Linked DNA regions of Pan troglodytes: region 1 is linked to region 2. The links are chromatin contacts, called in public Hi-C maps. All regions are on one chromosome and are shown on one strand. Each heading gives the region's core, a stretch centred on a gene start, on an enhancer-like site or on the middle of the called end of the contact. The rest is flanking DNA. Distances are from core to core; before and after follow the strand shown.

Region 1 (6,847 bases), core at 2,921-5,420, 280 kb before region 2:
CCCCCTACCCACTTCCCGGGACTCACACCTGCAGTGCGGCATCCCGGCATCCCTATATCTGTCCCAGGGAGGGCGGGTTCACCCCACCATCCCCACCTGCACCCACAGAAGAACGGGGACCAGGGCTGCGAGAAAGCAGGGCAGTGGCTTTCCTTCAGCCCTTGGTGCTCCAGGGACAAATCCCACTGAGCACGTCCCTCAGGAAACCATGCAGGGTCAGAACCAGCCCCCGGCTTCCCCTCTGACTGGGCTTTCCCGACCCAGGCTCTCAAGCCACAGCCTGTCAGCATCACAGGAACCAGGGCCTGGTCTAGGACCGGCTGTTCAAAGGCCCTGGGTCACCCCTCACCAGAGAGACCCCAGCACAGCCCAAAAGAAAGAAGCGATGCCCCTTTCCGGGAAGCCCGGCTCTGGGGGCTGCAACCCACCGGGACCCCCACCAAGATGTGGGGGAGCCCCCATCTCCCCACTGCCAGTCAGCCCAGATACATCCACGAACCACCTGCATATACAGTCTTTGGTTAGGAAGAAGGTGGAGGTGGAATGTCCAGGTGCAAATTCATTCAGCCTCTGCTTCCCTCTGAGAAGATGCACTGGGTTCTTCTCCATGACTTTTAAAGGTTGTTGTAACAGCCCTGCTTGTACATGCCAAGCCTCTGAAGCTCACAGAGCCACGGGAAGCCCTCACCCCGACTCAGGCAGGGAGTCCCAGCCTCCGGCCTGATGCTCAGAACTGCTGCAAACCCCCCTGGAGAGAGCAAGGAAAGTAGGTCTCATGCACAAACTCTCTCACCTGGACCGGTTAATGGCTGTCTGGGGGGTCAGATGGGAAAGATACCTGGTTTCTGAACTGAGAACAGAGGTTTCAGGAGCTCCTACGCCCGTCCCAGCACGGGCCGCCTGTCCCCAAGGGCAGAAATGCTGTGGCCCTGCACCCTCTGGTCAGATGCTTCTGTCCTGCCCTGCCACAACCCCCTCCTGCAAGAGCTTGAATATCACCACCCCCCGGTGAAGCCACTGCCTCTGGGTTTCTGGATCATGCACCCATGAGCCACAGGAGCACAGGCTTGCACAGGAAGTGTCTGCTCACACACCTGGCCCATGCACCTGCTCACACATCTGGCCCATGCACCTGCTCACACACCTGGCCCATGCACCTGCTCACAGGTCTGGCCCATGCACCTGCTCACACATCTGGCCCATGCACCTGCTCACACACCTGGCCCATGCACCTGCTCACACACCTGGCCCATGCACCTGCTCACACATCTGGCCCATGCATCTGTTCACACACCTGGCCCATGCACCTGCTCACACACCTGGCTCATGCACCTGCTCACACATCTGTTTGGCACCTGAGCCCCCAAAGGGTGGGTGTTCATTCCCCTCCGCCCCTGATGGTCTCTTTCCCACCGTGCACAAAGACTGGGGTTCCTGGGGGGCTCACCTGACACCACCTGGCTCCTGGCACCTGCTCAGTGCCCCTCAGCCTGTCATGCCATGCCACAGCCCCTCCCCTGGCCAGTGCTTTCAGTGAACCCATTTGCAGGGGAGAAAAACTGAGGCACAGAGAAGACACATGACCCAACAGTCACACGGCTGGCCAAAGAGATGCTGCCTGTCAGTGTAAAGAAAATTATCGAATCCCACATGGGACCAAGAGCTCAGGAATGTGAGCTGCTGGGGGCTCCAAATGCCATCCAGCTCATCTCCCCAAGGGATGACTTCAAAAGGTGTTCTTGCAGGAGCTCTTCTCATAGGACAAACCCAGCTCACAGGGGCCACGGCAGCCACGCGAAAGGAGCCTCCTTGCAGGCCCTGGGCTGGCGTCTGTTGGATCAACCTGAATCCACCCGAGACCTGCAAAGGCCCTGGTATTTTCTTGGTGCTCTGTGGCCCTGCCCACCTTCCAGACAGAACTACTACCAGGCACAGGCACAGACGCACACAAAGACAACCAGAGAGGCTCCCGGGCTCCACTCTCATGGAGCTGGTCCAATCCACACACAGTGGGTACTAGCAACCTCAAATTTTAAAGTTTGTTTAAAGCCTGTTACCTATAAAAAATAAAGGGCTTTTAAGAGCCGTAAGTGGAAAGATTGAACTAAATGTTCTGTCCTATCATCCAAACTTTCTGTCCACATCTGAACAAACCCAGCGCGTCCCTCTCTCCTTGTCCTTCTATAAACTCACAAGGTCAGAAGGAATCAAACATGAAAGGGTGTCCGTGACCCTCTCGAAATGAAGCCATTGTTGCTGTTTTCTTTGGCTAAACGACTCAGTCAAGTTTCGAAGAGGATTAACGTCTGTGTACACTGCTGTTTTTTCTAGAACCTATTTGGGGTTTCTCATACTTATTCTAGGAAAAGTGGATGCAGGAGGCACCTCTCCCTAGAGGGGTGAATTTAGTGGGACATTTGGCATAACTCTGCCGGAGGGGTTGGCGCAGGCATCTGTCTTCTGCAGCCTTGATTTCTGTGGGTGGAGGGTGAGGCCCCTCGCGGCTGTACCGAGGGAGGCCTGCACAGGGCTGGCTCACAGAGCAGGCTTTTGCTGTAGGACAGCCTGCTACGGGGCCATGTGCCACCCTGACCCACAGAGCCACGTGCCCAGAGACATTTCAAGGAAGCTTCCAGATCCCAGCCCACGGACCCACGGACCCACGGAATGGCTCAAGATTCCCGCCAGCAATCACACAGAAACTGGCCATTGTCCTGCCGCGCTCTGACCATAGCAGTGTGGTCCAGACGCTCTGACTGGAGCCACAGGCTCTGAGATGCGGCAGATGTTAAGACTCGAGGGGGTTCTCGCCCAAAAAGTGGGTGATGAAAAGTGGCAATGTGGCTCCCAGCAGGGCCTGCATAGCCCAGGGGGCTGTGTCTGCAGAGCCTCCAGCTGAGCACCCCAGTCCATCCCGCTCCAGGCCCTGTGCAGAGGGAGAGGAGGCCACTAGGTAAATATCTGCCTGATTTAAACCTGGAGGCAATCGATGGACCACATCACCCACAACATGAAGTGGGGGGTCCCTCAGCGGCGTCTGCAAGGCTGCCTGCCACAGACTCTCACTGAGACCCTGGAATGTGGCCTCCGCCAAGGCCACCTCCGCCAGCCCAGCCCCAGCCCCAGCCCTGACCTTCAGGACCCCCCATGAGGGCACCTGTCCCCCAAATCCAGGGAGGCCCTGCTGGGGCAGGGAGAGGCCTGGGGCTTGTTCCAGTCTGTGCTCTGGAACTTTCCTTATCTCCAACCTGTGTCTGCTCTAAAGTGCTGGAAGGAGGCCAGTGGGGACTGAGGTGGGCACCGCCCAGGGCCTGCAGCCCACAGCAGGCTCAGCTGTGGGAGGGTCTCCATGGGCTTAATAGGATGTGGGCCGGGAAAGCAGCTTATGACACCCTTGTTAGCAATGGGGCAGGAATGAGAGCAGCCGTCACCAGGGCAGCAAGTGCAAACCAAACCAGGGCTGCCCTTGGCAAGAGCAGTGACCACCCGCCCACTCACCCACCTGGTACCCCCGCTGTACCCCGAGGAGCTGAGAGCAGGGGCTCTGCTGCCCCCACCAATGCGCGCGGCTTAGACCGTCCGCGACAGCCTGCCCTGCCCGTGCCCAAATTGTCTCAAATGGCAGACACTGAGAGCCGCAGAGAGCCAGCTGGGATTGTCTTGGGGGCCTTGGGGTCTGCTGGGCCCTCCAGAACATCACCACTTTCCGGGGGCTTCCAGGAATCGGTCAGAATGAGTCCACCCTCCTGTGGGCCGTCTAGGCCTGGCCTCCACCCCTGACCCCCAGGGCCGCCTGGTCCTGTCTGCCCACCTCCCCTGGGCTGGGGGTCCTGTCTGCCCACCTCCCCTGGGCCGGGGGGTCCTGCCTGCCTACCTCCCCTGGGCTGGGGGTCCTGTCTGCCCACCTCCCCTGGGCCGGGGGGTCCACACACGCTCCGCTGTCTCTGCAGCCAGCACTGGCCCTGCACACAGCAGGTGCTCGGTGGAGGTCACCTGGGCCTCCCCAGGTCTCTGCAAACACTGACCCTCTGTCCTTGGCCCAGAAGGGGTGGGACACCCTGTCTGTCCGTCGCCCACCCTTGGAGAGCACAGAGGCGGGCTCCCTCCCAGGCCTGCCTGACAGCTCAGATAAGCCGCTATGAATGGAATGCAACCTCCTCCCGCACAGGAGCGTCACCCCCAGCCTCGCAAACAAACCACCTGGAAGCCAAGAGACCAGCGCCTGCCTGAGAACAGTCCTGCTCGGCCCACCCGTCAACAGGCAAGGGCACCCTGGGACTTATTTCTAGGTCTTTCTACGGACTTGATTTTCAATGGCCCAGCTGACTAAGGGCGGGCGAGGCAGTCTACGTGTTCTGTTCCGTCTGATCCGCCTTGCTCCCGAGCTGACCCTGCCTCATGGGGTGACCACGGCCGGCAGAGCCTCGTGATCCCGGCTTCCCAGGGCAGCCCCACAAAGGAGCTTGCTTTGGTGGACGAGCGCGGGCTGAGGGCCGGGGAAAGCCAGCCGGGCCACGGACACTCCCTTGCAGTGCAGCCTCCTGCCTAGAAATAAAGGCAAGTTCTCCCAGACCAGCCACGAGACCCCAGGCCGAGACCTGCCATCTCCACATTCTTGGGCTTCCAGAGACTTAGGTAGCCACCCACGCTCTCCATCAGCCTTTGTAACCGGACCCGGGGTCACCAACAATGACCCTGAACCTGCCCAGGGTGGATGCCCCACCCGGTCCCTCCTCAGCAGCTCCCTTGGGCACAGCTGGAGCAGAAGCCCAGGATCCCAGTCTCGAGCCCCCTCCCCAGCAAGCAGCAGAGGACCCGGGTGGCAGGCAGGGCCCTCCTGCCATGTCAATCGTAGCCTATGAAAAGGCTGTGTCCTCCCAGAGCATTCAGGGTGAGAGGCGCCGGGGAGGTGCTTCGACCTATTCAGAACCTTAGCTCTGACCACCACAGAGTTCCACACGCTCAGGAGAAGGCGAGAGGGTGCTAGAAAGATGGGGGCCCCCAAACCATGACCCCACTTCACACGCAGGAGAGGGCGAGAGGGTGCTAGAAAGATGGGGGCCCCCAAACCATGACCCCACTTCACATACAGGAGAGGGCGAGAGGGTGCTAGAAAGACAGGGGGCCCCCAAACCATGACCCCACTTCACACGCAGGAGAGGGCGAGAGGGTGCTAGAAAGATAGGGGGCCCCCAAACCATGACCCCACTTCATGGACACAGCACATGCAGGAGAGGGCGAGAGGGTGCTAGGGAGACGGGGGGGTCCCCAACGAGAGGGTGCCAGGGAGACAGGGGGCCCCCAAACCATGACCCCACTTCACATGCAGGAGAGGGCGAGAGGGTGCTAGAAAGATGGGGGGCCCCCAAACCATGACCCCACTTCACACGCAGGAGAGGGCGAGAGGGTGCTAGAAAGATGGGGGGCCCCCAAACCATGACCCCACTTCACATGCAGGAGAGGGCGAGAGGGTGCTAGAAAGATGGGGGGCCCCCAAACCATGACCCCACTTCACGGACACAGCACATGCAGGAGAGGATGAGAGGGCGCTAGGGAGACAGGGGGGTCCCCAACGAGAGGGCGCTAGGGAGATGGGGGCCCCCAAACCATGACCCCACTTCACATGCAGGAGAGGGCGAGAGGGTGCTAGAAAGATAGGGGGCCCCCAAACCATGACCCCATTTCACGGACACAGCACATGCAGGAGAGGACGAGAGGGCACTAGGGAGATGGGGGCCCCAAAACCATGACCCCGCTTCACAGACACAGCACTCCTGGCCTGGCACCGCTGTAGAGACAGGAGCCGTTCTGCTGGACCAAGGTGGGCAGGCTTGGTTGGGGGAGCCCAGGTCTCACGCACATGGGCCCAGAGGAGGTGGGGAGGGGGCACTGGCAGCTGAGGACACACAGTGGCCTTCACATGCCCTGGAGAGGATGCTGACAGGGGCTGCCAGAGCCTGTCCGTCACCCGCAGTCAGGCTCCCAGCTCCACCGTCCTGGGATCCCGCCGCCTGCTCATGAGCATGTTCATTAGCTCAGAACTCAAAACTAGAAGATGCCTCCAGCCCCATCATGAGACTGGAGAGGGGAGAAGAGGAGACAGGAAGTGGAGCCTTCCTGGGCCATGTTCTATGCAGCCGAGCCTGGGTGCTGGGTGCACAGTGGGTGACTGAATGATGGAATGGGCGGGCACTGCCAATCAACGTCCGCTGACTCCCTCTCCTCCTGCTGTGGGCACTGCCCCTTCCTCACAGGGATCTGCAGCAGCCATCGCTGACAGTGACCGTCACCCACAGCTCCCCGTGGCAACTGTGCACCTGCAACGCCCATGCCTGGGACTCTGGCCTTTCATCTTGGGGAGGCCTGGCTGAAATGTTTTCCAAAGGAAAGGAGACAGGGAAAGAGACTCTCAGATCCCTCCAGGGATGTGGTTAAAGAAAGCTGTAGTCTCGGCTGGGCGCAGTGGCTCACGCCTGTAATCCCAACAATTTGGGAGGCCAAGGCGGGCAGATCACAAGGTCGGAAGATCGAGACCATCCTGGCCAACATGATGAAACCCATCTCTACTAAAAATACAAAAAAATTGGCCGGGTGGGGTGGCACGCCTATAGTCCCAGCTACTCGGGAGGCTGAGGCAAAAGAATCAGTTGAACCTGGGAGGCAGAGGTTATAGTGAGCCGAGATCGCACCACTGCACTCCAGCCTGAAAACAGAGCAAGACTCCATCTCAAATTAAAAAAAAGAAAAGAAAAGAAAGAAAGAAAGCTATAGTCTCGAGTGCAGAGACATTTCAGGCACATAAAACATGCTTTAAAAGGTAGAGAATCTATGGTGGACTATTACACAC
Region 2 (7,057 bases), core at 2,753-5,252:
CAACTTCATCAAACTGCGGCTCTAGTTCCTTCCTCACTAAAAGGGATGCATCACGGGAGAACCACATGCCAGTCACACAGACAGTAGTAGACTGGCCCAGCAAGGCAGCTCTAGGGTGGCTGAGTGGGGGTGGGCCTGGTGACGCCTGGGCGCTCCAGGGGTCCTCAAGTAAGGTGTTTTCAGCTCTGACAAAGGCCAACTCCTTGTTCACCTGGCCACCCCAGGCAACAGGTGTACCAATGCACATGTGTAAATCCTGTCGCCTCGCTGCAGCCATCAGGCCAGACACCTGGAGACTACCTGGTTCTCTCTCCCCTCTCACCCCACACCCCATGTCACCAGCTCTTCTCCCAAAGTTGGGCTAAACACATCAGCCTGTCTGCTTCTGCGCTGCTGTTACCACTCAGCTTGTGCAGGAGCCTCTCTGCCCTCTCTTGACCCTGAGAGCCCCTCTCCTCGCAGCAGCCAGGGTTATGTCCTTATAAATAAAAAACGTCCTCTAACACATGCCCATGTGCTCATTGTCAGCCCTTCACCATGCCCACCAGAGCCTCTCCAACTTCCTGGGGTGCTTCCCTGTTCCCTCCCTGCCATGTCCTCGCGCAAGGCTTCATCAGACCCCACCTCTTACTGCTCAAGAGCACCAGCACCCAGCTCACACAGCACCAACCCACCCCAGCGCGCCCCTCCCTCTCCCTCCACGCACAGTGCAATCCACAATTTGTCTCCCTGTTTGTGGCCTGCCTCTCCCAGCGGGCTGCGAGGCCCACATGGCTGGGGCAGGCTCGGTCTCCTCCACCCCTCCACCCCGGGCGCCATGCCTGCCCCCACAGGCATGCTGTACACTGAGTTCCTCCACCCCCACCTTTTCCTTGGCAGCCCCAGTACTTGTGCCAATGCAGGGGCAAACTTGGGGCTTTCGTGGCCTACTTCAGGCCCTGTGGACACATTCAACAGCTGTCCTCCCCTGTCCAGAGTCTTCACTTGGCTGCTACAGTTGTTTCCTAAAAATAAACCAATCCTCTGAGTGCCGTAACATCCCTGAGACGCCTACACATCCTGGATGGTGCCTGCGACGTGGCAGTGGCTCTGCAGCTTTCTGCTCTTTAAAATAGGGCCATTTGTTGGTCTTCACCAGAAGGAAAAAGCATGAACTTCTATCATTTATTATTAATCTGCAATTTTTACTGAAAGGTGTCAACTGGATGGCAAGTGTTCAAACGTACACTAGTTCTCACCAGTTAAGGGATCCGCAAAAAAAGCACACAGCCCAAGGTGACTGTGCCGAGCGAACTCAGCTATGGCAACATGGGACAGACAGCTACTCTGAGTCTACAAGAGCAGGGCCAATGGCCCCAAACCAAACGCAGCAAGCATGGGGACAAGTGTGGCAGAGCACAGAGGGCCAGATGTCCCTCGAGTTTCCCTTCAGTCACCCCACTCACTGCTGCCTGGTACTCAGCATCCCCCTGAGCAGGCCCAGGGAGCACACCGTCCACACCCCTGACTCCCATAGGCCCCAGCAGCCCCCAGGAGGTCACATGTGTGCTACCATTGTGGTGAAACTGCACAAGGCTCACTGCTGTGGATGGAGCTGTGGATGCCACTGGCCTTAAGGGCCCAGAGTCAGCGTCCCCGGTGGGGGCCCTTGAGGGCCCAGAGTCAGCGCCCCTGGTGCGGGGTGGAGGTGGGGGAGGGGATTCCTGGCTCCTTGTGCAAAGCTGGTTGCCCCTCCCCGCTCACTCCCCCGCTGGCCTGACCACCCTGCTTTTCCCGCCAGGCCCTGAGCTCTGCTAGGACAGACTCAAGCCTCATCCTCAGTGTCCACAGCTCTCAGCCAAGTGCTTCCTGTGAGGAAGAACGTGGATGCTTCCAATTGTGATGTCCTCAACTAACTAATCACAGCCAGGGAATGTTACCTGTGCCCTGTTGCCTTTTGGGACCATGTGGGCTGTATCCACTTTCTCCAAAACACATCTAAACTTGACTGCATACGAACTGACCTCTAAGTCCTTAAATCAGAAATATTTGTAAATGAAAGGGCTTTACATTGGTTACTATTGATGTGAAAGGGATCTACTTAGTACAATCCTCATTAACAACTGTTTTCCCAGGCAGCTATTATCGTCCTCTTCTAAGGAACAGAAACACCTCATGGGTCACTCTGGATGGGAAGCCTCTGACCAGCCTGCCGTCTGCAAAACGACAGTTGGCCGAGCGGGCAAGGGAGCACTGGGTGAGAGTCTGGGACTGAGCCTGTTTCAGGCCCTCGAGCTCTCCGACCTGGGTCTGAAGTGTCTGGTGCTGTGAGTTAAGATTCACATCTGGGTCTGAAGTGTCTGGTGCTGTGAGTTCAGACTCACATCTTCTTGGAGCCTGTTTCAGGCCTTCGAGCTCTCCAACCTGGGTCTGAAGTGTCTGGTGCTGTGAGCTGAGAGTCTCTCCCATCTTCTTGGTTGTGGTTCTATAGGCGGAGCAAGCCCTGGTGATTCAGTGACAGTACAGCACCTGCATGAAGGAGCACTCATGGGCATCAGCTACTGTCCCTAAAGCAAGGAGTGGGGCTTTCGTGGACAGACCTGCATGCCCCTGCTTCCCCATGTCCCTGGTCAGGTGTTGCTCTTTTTGGTAAATCAGAACCCAGTGTCACAGGATCCTCAGGGTATCATTTTTCTGGCCAGAAACCTCCATCACTGGTGGCGCCTTTACCCGAGTTTTGCTTGGGCCTGCTGGGCTCATTCTGCCCACGCAGCCTGGCAGGCTGCGCTCGGCTCACACTTCCGCCTGGATCCCATGCCTGCCAAGGGGGAGCCAAGTGTGGAGAGGCAAGGGGTGTGTGAGTGAGTGGGAGTGGGGTCCAGCCATTGTGTACAGCCAGGCAGGCGAGACGGGCAGACCTAGGCACTCGCATGGACACTGGCTCCCTGCAAGGCTGCAGCTGAACCAGGCATACTACACACAGCTTCCATGGCTGAAACCAGGGAATACGGTAGTGCCCAGAAGCTTGGAAACACCAGGAACCGCAGGGCCCCAAAGGGGGCGTCACTGCCCTGGCTCAGGGAGCTCCTAGGTCTGGGCTCCCTGAAAGGCTGCAGCTCTTCTCTCCTTCTCTCCTGCTCTCCTCATTGCCTGCAACGTGGCAAGCAATGGGTGTGTTTCAGCCCTGTTTGTGTTACAGCTCTTTCAGACCTGCCATTCAGCAGGTCCTGAGTTCTTCTCCCATGTCCAGGAAGAATGAGGTGTGTGGACAAGTGGAAGGTGAGCAATGTGAAGAGGTGCTTCACTGAGTGACAGAACAGCTCAGAGAGACCCACAGTGGGCAGCTATTCTCCATAAGCAGGTCGTCCTGTCTTCTGCCCGAGTCTGGCTAAGTCCGGGGGTTTTTATGGGCTTCAGAGCAAAGTGTGTGCTGATTGGTGCATGGGCAGTCATGGGTGAGCCCTGAAAAAGCACCGTAAGTTCTCACTCCGGTCTGTGGAACTGACAGCCTGGGCCCCAGGCCTTAAGCCCTCTGTAAGCTGAAGGTGGAGTTTCACCAGGGACCCTCCCCTTTCTTCCCAGGAGCTTGTCTGCCTCCAGCCACCATTATCCTGCCCTCCACAGTGTGCATGGCATCCAGAGTGTTCCTGCCGAGGGGCGGCTGCAAGGCCTGCGCTGTGCTTCCCTCAGCCCCGCGTTGGCCTCCCTCTCATGCTCGTCAGCACCCAAAGTCTGGGGGTGCCGAGGCAGCAGGGTGCTGGCATGTCAGCACTGCCCTGAGCAAACACGCACCCAGCCAGGTTGTGACAGTGCCCCAGCTCGGCCACAACTTTGATCTGAAACTGGAGCAGGTACTGGGAGTGGGGAGAGACCAAGCAGTGGGAGCAGGCACTTCTGTCTGTCGGGGCAGGGGGGCTTCCTGGGCCCCGGTGAGTGCAGGGATGCCTGGGTCCACAGCTGCTAATGGACGGCTGCAGCTGTGCCCAGGATGGCGGGGCTCCTGCCTCTCCAACTTGGAAGGGGGTGGGGTTTCCACCTGTTCCCGGCTCCCACCAACTCTGCAGAGCACAGAGCCCTAGCCTCCCCCGCTGCAGCTGACACCATGGCAGCAGCAACTCCAGACAGGCTGCAGCTGCCATCACCAGCCTCATCCACACTACAAAAACTGATATTGACTAAAACACTAGATGGTACTGACTACAGCAAGCAAATGCAGGCCAATTAATCCTGCCAAGTTATTTGCAGTATAAATCCTATAAAGCAGATCTTTAAAACCCTGGCTATTTATACTCTCAGAAGAATTACAGTAATTCTTACAGAAATATATTTTCAGTCATGTTTTAACTTGTTTTCTGTTAACCTTCTAGGTGCACACCTTCTATATAAGTCGATTACTTAACAACACAATGACCCTAACAGAAAATAGGATAATAACACAGAGTTCAACTTGTGGAAATGAACAAAAAAGGAGTAAAACCCAAATTCAGTATACGCTCTGTAAGGAGGACACTCACCATAATGAAATGATTAGAAGGCAAATAAAATTCTACCTTGTTTACAATAAAAATCCATAACGTTATGACTGCAAGTCATATCCAGGAAGATTTTTAGTAAGAATTCCAGACACATAAAATCTAGAACATGCTGCTTATATTTAATTAATTAACAATATTTAGCACTGAGATAACTAAACAGAAGCAAGCAACTGGAAGTATTTTAAAAACACAATCATCATGGCAAAGCAGTGCTGGGGCAACGCTAAGGGAACAAAGCTGAATCAGAGAGCATGGTGAGCGTTACAAATGTGCATGGAACATGTGAACACACATACGTCACAAGACAGTAAGCAAGAAGGCTGAAAGCCACTCCTTTTAATGGGAGTTAAAACAACCAAACAGAAAGAGACTATGCGAACGTCTGTAAGCCCTCCCACTGCAGCGGCTCCCGGCAGGGATCTCCCACCTCCTTCGGTCCAGCTCTACGAGGATCTGTGAAAATGATGGAGGTTAATTCCTTCAGTTACCTGCACCCTGAGTCCACTGGATAAAGACCATGTGTTTTCCTTCCATCTAAGGGACCTGGAGCATGTGCCTTGACAGAAGGCAGCCCCTACCCGATGGGCCTGAATGGAGGCAGACATGGTGACCTCCCTGAAAGAGAACCAGGTTTCTGTGGTCAACCTTCCAGCAGCCTACTATGATCGATAATTGTCTTTAGACAAACACCCAATTAAAAAATGTGAGCAAAATTCATAAAAGAATAAATGCAAACAGGCTTTAATACGTTGACTTTTGAAAGTTTCATTTTGCAGAAAGCAAAGATAGTTTTCAAAGTGACACACAGCGCATGGAAGTGACAGGTTGGCTCAGGAACAGGGAAAAGGGTCACTTTCTATGGTGAGCAGCACCCATCTGGCCTCTTGGAAGCCAACACGGCCAGGCCTCCCATGGGGAGCAGCCCCCTTGGCCTGACATACCTTGTTCACACTGCTGTCCAGAGGGTAAAACAATCCCAAAAGTCAGAAGAGGCTGGCAATGGGAGAGGACTATGGTGGTTAAGAGGTGCAAAGGGGCCTATTCGCCTCCCATTGGACACCAGGAATGAAGCTAGAGGGATGCCGCCATCCCTCTTGTATGCTCACATCATCCTCCAAGGCAGAAGTGAGGCATTACTGAGCTCCTGGTCATAGTAAGACAAAAATATAAAGCCTTAAACACTTCTAAATCTAATTCTAGTACTACGAATTGGAAGAAAATTATTATGGTTTTGCTCCCATTCAAAGATTTAGCTTCAAGGATGATGATATAGTTTGGCTGTGTCCCCACCCAAATCTCGTCTTGAATTGTAGCTCCCATAATTCCCACGAGTGTGGGAGGGACCCAGTGGGAGATAATTGAATCACAGGTGCAGTTTCCCCCATACTGTTCTCGTGGTAGTGAAGAAGTCTCATGAGATCTGACTTTTTAAAAGGAGTTTCCCTTTTCGCTTGGTTCTCATTTCTCTCTTTGCTGGCTGCCATATAAGACGTCCCTTTGTTCCTCCTGCATCTTCCGTCATGATTGAGAGGCCTCTGCAGTCATGTGGAACGGTGAGTCAATTAAACCTCTTACTTTATAAATTATTCAGTCTTTATTAGCAGTGTGAAAACAGACTAATGCAGATGATCACCTTTGCTTTTTTGTAAAGTTTATTTTGTATCTATGTTTCCTAATTCTTACAATGAACATGTACTGCTTCCATAAGAAAAAAAATAAATTTTATTCTAAGCCTCCCTCCCACATACACGAATATGCCTTACTCTATACAGAATTCCACATGCAGTCTGGAAGGGGAGCAGACCCACGGGAGACTGAGTCACACTCCAACCCACCACAAGCTGTCTCTGCAGTCTTATCTGCAACCACCATCAACGAAAGAATGGCACACTTTTCCATGATATTACACAAAATATTGTATGCCCTGTACATTCTAGCATACTGTCAGGTCTCAGACAGCCTGTGCAGTTGGCCCAAATACAGGCAGAATAAATAGCTGCTAAGCAGAGGGACACCCGCGGGGTGTGGGGATGTGAGGAAGGTAGGACAGCTCAGGGTGCTTTGGTGGAGGAAACACATATGGGACCTGTGAGCCCTGGGCATGAGGCTGCTGCACAGTGGCCTCGGGGAAGTCCCTCCCCAAATCCCCAAGAGCCACAAAATGATGTCACTGGTACAGGACCAAAGATCCCTAAACTCTCTGACCCAATTTTGCAAATCTAAGGCATTTATTCCATACTATTATCACTACTACACATACTATATATTTTACACCTAACAAATTATGTGTTTTATAAGGCCTAGAGCAAAACTTCCAGATGGTCCCGTTTGCTTCCACATTCTGCCTCACTGTGTTCTACACTGACACCCTCTTCAGATGGGACTCTGGAGGCAATGATCAGAAAGAACCCCCAAAGGATGAAGCCAGTGGCTGAGAGAACAATCAATGGACAAGGGAGTTCCCCCCTCCCGCCCCAACCTGAGAAGAATCAGGGTCTGGAGAATGAGGATGCTCCCTGCTGTGCAGGGTGCAGGAAGCTGGC

What was found. Hi-C and Micro-C count contacts between places; a contact is called where the count stands out from the background.
Region 1: a contact with region 2 is called in a Hi-C map of induced pluripotent stem cells, with 2.6 times the contacts expected there. The contact joins two enhancer-like sites. A contact is called at or near these places in 2 of 7 Hi-C or Micro-C datasets (induced pluripotent stem cells and stem cell-derived neural progenitor cells).

What each region holds. Positions count from the first base shown.
Region 1 is chr22:46,086,879-46,093,725 of NHGRI_mPanTro3-v2.0_pri, reverse strand. The region is part of intron 2 of COL18A1 (collagen type XVIII alpha 1 chain); the gene reads right to left. Among named protein-coding and RNA genes, the nearest start is that of COL18A1, 28 kb to the right of the region's middle. Within about 2 kb of position 4,170, at least 3 of the 24 cell types and tissues checked have an H3K27ac peak or open chromatin away from gene starts, as enhancers often do. A contact at or near this core is called in induced pluripotent stem cells, where this site is marked.
Region 2 is chr22:45,805,121-45,812,177 of NHGRI_mPanTro3-v2.0_pri, reverse strand. All of the region lies in intron 2 of ADARB1 (adenosine deaminase RNA specific B1), which reads right to left. Among named protein-coding and RNA genes, the nearest start is that of ADARB1, 86 kb to the right of the region's middle. Within about 2 kb of position 4,002, at least 4 of the 24 cell types and tissues checked have an H3K27ac peak or open chromatin away from gene starts, as enhancers often do. A contact at or near this core is called in induced pluripotent stem cells, where this site is marked.